Regions from separate parts of the Hordeum vulgare genome. Here region 1 is linked to region 2. Evidence: chromatin contacts called from public Hi-C data. All regions are on one chromosome and are shown on one strand. Each heading gives the region's core, a stretch centred on a gene start, on an enhancer-like site or on the middle of the called end of the contact. The rest is flanking DNA. Distances are from core to core; before and after follow the strand shown.

What was found. A called contact is a pair of places that touch in the nucleus more often than the background predicts.
Region 1: a Hi-C map of seedling shows a contact between it and region 2, with 3 times the contacts expected there. The contact joins the promoter of LOC123452313 here to the promoter of LOC123452310 in region 2. A contact is called at or near these places in 1 of 6 Hi-C or Micro-C datasets (seedling) and 1 of 1 datasets of contacts at active chromatin or transcription factors (embryo).

What each region holds. Positions count from the first base shown.
Region 1 is chr5H:529,812,847-529,816,759 of MorexV3_pseudomolecules_assembly, reverse strand. It overlaps LOC123452313 (cyclic nucleotide-gated ion channel 2), which reads right to left and starts at 2,176. Exons shown (of 5, transcript XM_045128955.1): 1 at 1,175-2,176. The coding sequence starts at 1,858.
Region 2 is chr5H:529,508,879-529,512,743 of MorexV3_pseudomolecules_assembly, reverse strand. LOC123452310 (UDP-glucose 6-dehydrogenase 4) reads right to left here and starts at 2,472. Exons shown (of 2, transcript XM_045128952.1): 1 at 2,345-2,472; 2 at 1-1,750. The coding sequence starts at 1,734. The coding sequence ends at 292.

The sequences.
Region 1 (3,913 bases), core at 927-3,426, 300 kb before region 2:
TTTCAGAATACTTCTGCTCATAGCATTGATATTTGTGTGTTAGCAAATTCTCTTACGACAAAAATAACTTTACTGATCACTCTAATTGCTTACTTCATGTATATCATGAAGGTAAACAAGTAGGCAGATTATTGAGCGGTCCTTTTAAACAATAACTCCTCTTCACCTTTCGTGTATATCGTCACATAAATAATGAAAATGACAGAACTAACATTTTGTGGCCACGGCTGATCCAAATAGGCAAAATACTACTCCACGCCGAAGGCCGAAGGCCACGCGCAAAAATGACAGCATCGATTATACGAAATGAGAGAATGAACATGCACTCAATATCAAGAATGACCGGATGATTGATCTCGGCGATAAAGACCGGTAAATAATCGGCGAAAAATAAGTCAGTTGCAGGAACACCAGCCACACGAGAGGGTCTGGTGAAATGAGATCTCTGTCAGCGCAGTGCATGAGAAATCACAATTTTACACTCCTGAATGATGATCGTCTGTCTCTCCTTGCTAGCTGCAAGCTTAGCCGTGCAAACAAGCCGCCCCTACCATGAGCGCCGCGCATGCAGATCAGGACGGACGCATAATCGAACCGTCATTGTCCCTTGTTATTTCCCTCCATCAATGATTCGATCGTCGTCTCCCGATCGCATCCACGGTCATATTCTGATTGACGCCAATCATTCCGCTAACCATCCGTACGTACTTATTATTCGCGCATCGGTCTCTGTCGTCCTGATGCTAATTTCGATCGGAATTCTCTACTCCGCTCTGCTGCTAGGGCCATGGCCATGGCCATGGCCGTTCCAGTAAGCTGCCAGTAGACACATGGACACGTACCTGCAAATTTACACATGAACTGGCTGGCTGGTGGGCACTGTTGTACGTGCCATGTGTACTCATGTGTGTGCCCTACTGCTAACATTTCCGACAAGGACGTAGGCTGTGGTCTGTCTAAGAACCAGACATGGGGCTACGCCCATAATTCTGGCACATTTTATTGCCCACCTACTTGAGCGCGGCATGTCGTTCTAATGGATGGTTCCATGATTCAGAGCTTGATTTGATTTCCATGGTGAAAAATGGTGGTAAAAATCGACGTTGGAGGTCATACGTACACGGTACACAGGTCACAGGTGGGCAGTTGAAGTGAGAGAGGTAGGCTGGCTGACCTGGGGGATGGGTAGGATGACGAAGAGGTCGAAGCAGAGGCCCTTGAGGGAGCGGGCGTAGTGGGCGGCGATGGCGCGCGGGTCCCAGACGAGCTTGCCGCAGCCGACGACGAGCGACTCGCGGGAGACGTAGGCGAGGCGGAACTGGACGAGGACGTGGGCGAGGTGGGCCACGTCGGCGGCGGTGCGCAGCGCGGTGACGGCGGCGGCGAGGCCGGCGTCCATGTACATGCAGGGGCGGCCCGCGCGGCCGATGGAGAGCGCGTAGAAGAAGAGCGGGTCGACGGCCAGCGCGGCCGCGCGGCCCAGCAGGATCCAGCGGTTCCAGCGCTGCACGCGCTTGCTCCGCGGGTCGAGCACCGGCCCGAACAGCCAGCGCGCGGCGGCGACGGCGGCGGCGGCCCCCGGGAGCGGCTGGGCGCGCACGGGCACTAGCGAGGAGCCGGCGTCGGCGTCCCAGCCCGGCGAGTGCACCTGGTCGCACGTCGTGGAGTGGAACGCCGGCACCCCCGGCTGCGTGCACGCGTAGCACTCCCCCGGAGGCCCCGCCGCCGGCCGCCGGCCGGTCGAGGACCCTGCGGCCTGCGACTGCGACTCCTCATCCCCGCTGCGGTCCGCGCCGCCCGAGCCCAGGCCCAGCGTCCTGGTGAGGAGGGAGCGGAGGGCGGAGAGTGATGGAGGCATGTCCCATGTACGGTGGTGTCAACCATGAAACGACCGACCGTCGAGCTATGGGCTTTGGCTGCTGGCGTATAATAAAGGGTGTCTGGAGTCTGGACTGTGCTGGAGGTGGAAGAAGGAGGAGCTGGAGGCAGGGAGAGATTGGAGCGAGCGGGGGAAAGGCTTGCGCGGCAGCGCAGGTGGCGGTACAACTGTCTCTGGGACCTATACGTGGCAGCGTGGGGTCGTATCGTAGTCGTAGGCGCCTAGGCCGTCGCCGTTGTGCAGCGATGGAGCCGTACTGGCTCGCTCCACCTACCCAACCAACCTCTCTATGATATGATGGGGAGGCTTGGCGAGAAGCGTACGTCGTTCGTATCGCACACACGCTGAGTCTCTGCTCACAACTTCAGAAGTAGAGCCGTAGAGTGCTAACTTTGGTATGGTACAAAATCGTCGCGTGGTCATGGGATCGAATGAATGGTACAAAATCGTCTTGCTACGGGATCGCTGCTGTATTCAGGTCAGAGCGTGCGAGAGCGATGCGTCACCGGATCAAAATAGTTTTTCCGCACCGCTACGTAGCGGCCAAGCATCAACCGTTTAGAGTTTGCTTCGAGATTCGTGACACGTTTGTGTGTACTTCTTCCGTTCCTGAATATAAGATATTTTAAAATTTTCATTATAGACTAGATGCAAAGCAAAATGAATAAACCTATATCCTAAAATATGACTACATACGATTTATAATAATTTTTTTAAAAGGTTTTATATTTAGGAACGAGGAAGTAAATCATTTGTCATGCAATACAGGGAGAAGGTACCAGCATGCCAGTTCATGTCAGCCTTTGGTCATTGGATAGAGAAAGAGAGTGGGAGTAAGAAAATGTAAAAGGACAGTTGCTTGCATTCTCTCACCCCACGACCCATGTAAAAGACCTGCATTTCTATTCCTTGTGTCATTTTAAATAATCGATAACTTTTTATATACTTAAATTCAGTGCGATAAGACCTTTAAAACAAGACCATCTTGGATATAGTTTGAATAGTTTAAATTTTATAGTTTTCATATTTCAATGTCAGCTATATTTTTGAGTACGAGTCTCATAAACTAGAATAAGCAGCTTCATGAACATAATCAATTTCAGACACTGGAACAATCCATTTCTTTCGCACACTCAAGCCACCTGACAAACTCATCGAAACATGTTTCATATATTTAGAGAATAACGGTTTCATATCTTTGAAATGTTGAAAATATATGCACTAGAGGCAATATAAAGTGGTTATTATTATATATTTTTTGTTCATGATAATCGTTTATTATCCATGCTAGAATTGTACTGACCGGAAACTTAAATACATGTATGGATATGTAAGCAACATCATACCTTAGTGAGCTTCTACTAGACTAGCTCGTTGATCAAAGATGGTTAAGGTTTTCTAACCATATACATGAGTTGTTATTTGATAACGGGATCACATCATTAGAAAATGATGTGATGGACAAGACACGACCATAAGCATAACATTTGATTGTATCACTTAGTTTATTGCTACTGCTTTCTTCGTAACATCGGAGAAACGCCTTGTGTGTATCAAACATCACTTCGTAACTGGGTGACCATAAAGATATTCTACAAGTATCTCCGAGGGTGTTTGTTGGGTTGGCATGAATCAAGACTGGAATTTGTCACTCCGTATGAGAGAGAGTTATCTATGGGCCCTCTCGGTAATACAACATCACAAGAAGCTTACAAGTAATGTGACTAAGGAGTTAGTCACGAGATCTTGTATTACGGAACAAGTAAACAGACTTGCCGGTAATGATATTGAATAAGGTATGAGATATCAACGATCGAATCTCGCGCAAGTAACGTATCGCTAGGAAAAGGGAATTGCATACGAGATTAACTAAATTCTTGACATCGTGGTTCAACCGATGAAGATCTTCGTGGAATATGTAGGAACCAATATGGGCATCCTGGTCCCACTATTGGTTATTGACCAGAGAGGTATCTCGATCATGTCTATATGATTCTCGAACCCGTAGGATCGCACACGTAACGTTCGATAGCG
Region 2 (3,865 bases), core at 1,223-3,722:
CTCCTCGGACAGCACAGGGGGCCGAGGAGTTTGATTATAAGATCTACAGACGCAAACATGTATCGATCGAAAACTTAACAAGACACGAAGGTTTACTAAATTTTTATGCCCGGGCGAGGAACTGTTGTTGATGCTTCTCCTGCAAAACGCAAACTATAAAGAATGGATATGGTCAAACTCAAACCACCGGCTCATCTTCCTTCCTTCCTTCCTTCCTTCCCCTGCCTTCCTGCAGCCCCGATCGACGACGCCGCCGGCAGACAGACGAGGCCGGCCGACGTGGAGAGCGAATTAGGCGACGGCGGGCATGTCCTTGAGCCACCCGTCGAGCGGCTTGCCGATGGAGTAGACGATGAAGCCGATCTCCCTGAGCTTCTCGGCGTCGACGACGTTGCGGCCGTCGAAGACGAAGGCCGGCTTCTGCATGTTGTCGAAGATCTTCTTGTAGTCCAGCGACTTGAACTCGTTCCACTCGGTGAGGATGCACACGGCGTGGGCGCCCTTGGTGGCCTCGTACGCGTCCCACACCACGCTCACCTGCTTCACGGCCGTGGGGCTCGTCGGCTGCAGGTGCATCGGGTGGTCCCAGTCGAACTTGTTCATGGCCAGGTCGCGCTGGATCTGGTCCTCCGTCACCTGCGGGTCGTAGATGCTCACCTGGGCCTTGTCGCCCAGCAGGCCCTTGCACACGTCGATGGCCGGGGTCTCCCGGGTGTCGCCGGTATCCTTCTTGAAGGCGAACCCGAGCACGGCGATCTTCTTGCCGGACACGGTGTTGAACATGGACGACACCACGCGGTTCACGAACCGGCTCTTCTGGTAGTCGTTGATCTTGATCACCTGCTTCCAGTAGTTGGCCACCTCCGGCAGGCCGTTGCACTCGCAGATGTACACCAGGTTCAGGATGTCCTTCTGGAAGCACGACCCGCCGAACCCGACGCTGGCGTTCAGGAACTTGGGACCGATCCTCGAGTCCTTGCCGATGGCGTACGACACCTCCGACACGTTGGCGCCCGTGGCCTCGCACAGCGCCGACATGGCGTTCACGGACGAGATCCTCTGGGCCAGGAAGGCGTTGGCGGCGAGCTTGGAGAGCTCGGCAGACCACAGGTTGGTGGTGATGATGTTCTCCTCGGGCACCCAGTGGGCGTACACCGACTTGAGAGCCTCGACGGCCTTCCTGCCCTCGGGGGTCTCCCGGCCACCGATGAGCACTCTGTCGGGCTTGAACAGGTCGTCGATCGCAGTGCCCTCGGCGAGGAACTCCGGGTTGGACAGGATCTGGTAGTTGATGCCCTTGCTGTTGTGGGTCAGGATCTTCTCAATGGCCTCTGCGGTCTTGACGGGGACGGTGGACTTCTCGACGACGATCTTATCCGACTTGGACACATCGGCGATCATCCGGGCGGCGCTCTCCCAGTAGGTGAGGTCGGCAGCCTTGCCGGCTCCCAGACCACGGGTCTTGGTGGGGGTGTTGACGGAGACGAAGATGATGTCGGCCTCGGCGACATGCTTCTCAACATCAGTGCTGAAGAAGAGGTTCTTGCCCCTGCAGGCCTTGACAACATCATCGAGGCCAGGCTCGTAGATCGGGAGGGTGTCGCTGTTCCAGGCGTCAATGCGGGGCTTGGAGATGTCGACGACCACCACCTCAATTGCTGGGCACTTGATGGCAATGACAGCCATTGTTGGGCCGCCGACGTAGCCAGCACCGATGCAGCAGATCTTCACCATCTTGGCTGCTTACAACCTGTGATGACAGCAAAGAATTGTTTTCAGAGGATTGAAAAACAGGGCATCTAACTAATTTCACTGCACATCTCAGACTCAGAGTAAACAGAAGCAATCAAGATTCAGATCCTTAAAGAGAAAGTATGTGACAGAAATGTTCATAGTTGAAGCTACAGAAATGTTCTAAGAAATCTTCTATCCAACTAATCCGGCAAATAAGCATGAACAGTTATGAGTAACAGCATGAACATCACAGCATGATCTAACTTTAGGTGAAAACGCGGTGCCTACTACTTCCGCAGACTGCATACAAGGAGCATGACAGACTGAACGGAGATCACACCAATCACCCGATCCACCGGCAGCGGCAACAGCCAGCAGGCCAAATGAAAAATTCACAGCACGGAGCACTACTACCCAAACCACTAACTAAATCAAGACAATGAATCTGAATCGAACACTCGGCCAGATCTGAAGACAGCAAGCACCTTCAGAGAAACCGAGAAAAGCACAACAGCCACAGCATGAAAACCATGCTCCTCGCAAAGATCAGGCACCAAAGCTACAGACTAAAACCGAAGGAGACGCTAACCAGATCAGGGGAAACTCTCACCAGATCTCAGCAACTCGGAGAAGATCTCGAGAGGAGAGGAGGGGCGCGCACTGCTGGAGGAAAGCAACGGAGGCGACTTCTTGGTATGCAGAGAAGAAGCTGCTGCCCACGAGTTGTATGCAGAGAGGGGGCTGCAACTCCTTATATACCCCTTTCAACCAAGCCACCAGGTTGGATCTACCCTGCTCTGGAAAATTAACCGCGTGAGGAAGGCCGGTCAGAAACCGGAATAAAATTTGAGTAGGTGTGAGTTGGTCTTGCAAGGCAAAGTGCCGCTCTCATGCCATCCATGAGCCCACCAGACTTGCGTTGATGGAAAAGGTTTCAGATGAGTCCATGACACACCACCAACCTCCTCACTCTAAACCAATCAGAGAGAAAAATCTAAACCAATCAGAGAGAAAAATATAGGAAAAATACCAGAGGTGTTAGAGAATAAATAAATAGCGTGTGATCAGATCTGAAGGTTCGGACCCTTTTCTTCATGTTATCTCTTGTTCAGTGTATGTATACATGCTACAAAAATACGGCCGGAGTGGCTGTGTACTCGTACCCCATGAACATGAACGAGGACATGGATGGTGTGGAGGAATAATTGGGGGCAAGCGACATTAAGTATTTTAGTCGATGGTCAACTATGGCAGCGGCAGAGTAATTTTGAGGACAAAATCACCTAGGATGCAGAAGTTACAGTGTTTGGTTGAGATGTAAGAAGTGCCAAGCTATGTCCAACCACTGGGAGCATGCGATGGAAACCTTCAAAGCCCAGACACGGTCAAAATCAGGAACCTGATGTTGGTGCCGTTGCTTGTCCCAACGATACTCTACTAATCAAAACATGTGTATAATAAACCACTTGCAATTTTTACTGATTAAAAACACAGCGGCTGAACCTTCCACGTGAAAGCTCCAGCATACATGACAGTACTCAGAATTAGACTCTGAATATAACCTATTTTCAAGAGAAGAAAGAGCGCAACCACGAAAAATACAGAATTGTCATGGTCCTACTCTTAAGTCACCGTCATCTGATTTTATTTTCTTTTGCAACAACAAGTCACTGTCAGCTGATTGCTATAACTAATAATAGACTAAGGAAGACTCCATCTTTCTTCCGACTTTAAGGCATCGTTTAGGAAAGACACTGAACGTCAGGGCACTTGTTTACACGGTCCAAGGTCAAGGGTTGTCACATGCTCTAGCTAGCAAGTCAACAAAAATCAGAACTTCCTCTTCTTATAAGTCAAATTTCTCAAGCACTGCAATGCATTATTTATGCACATCACATGAAAGAAACATATATATTCAAGCCATCATCAAAATACAAATCACAAGAAAGAAAACCGTAACATTATGAGTATGAGTTCCTTCAAGGTCAAGAAAGTCATAAGAAAACAAACAAAACAAACCATGATTAAAAGAACCTCCACTTCGGCTACCAACATCAGCAGCAATCACAACAACAAAATAAGGAGGGCCTCCCTCTAGAGTCGGAGACATTTTAACAAACACCGGATCTGC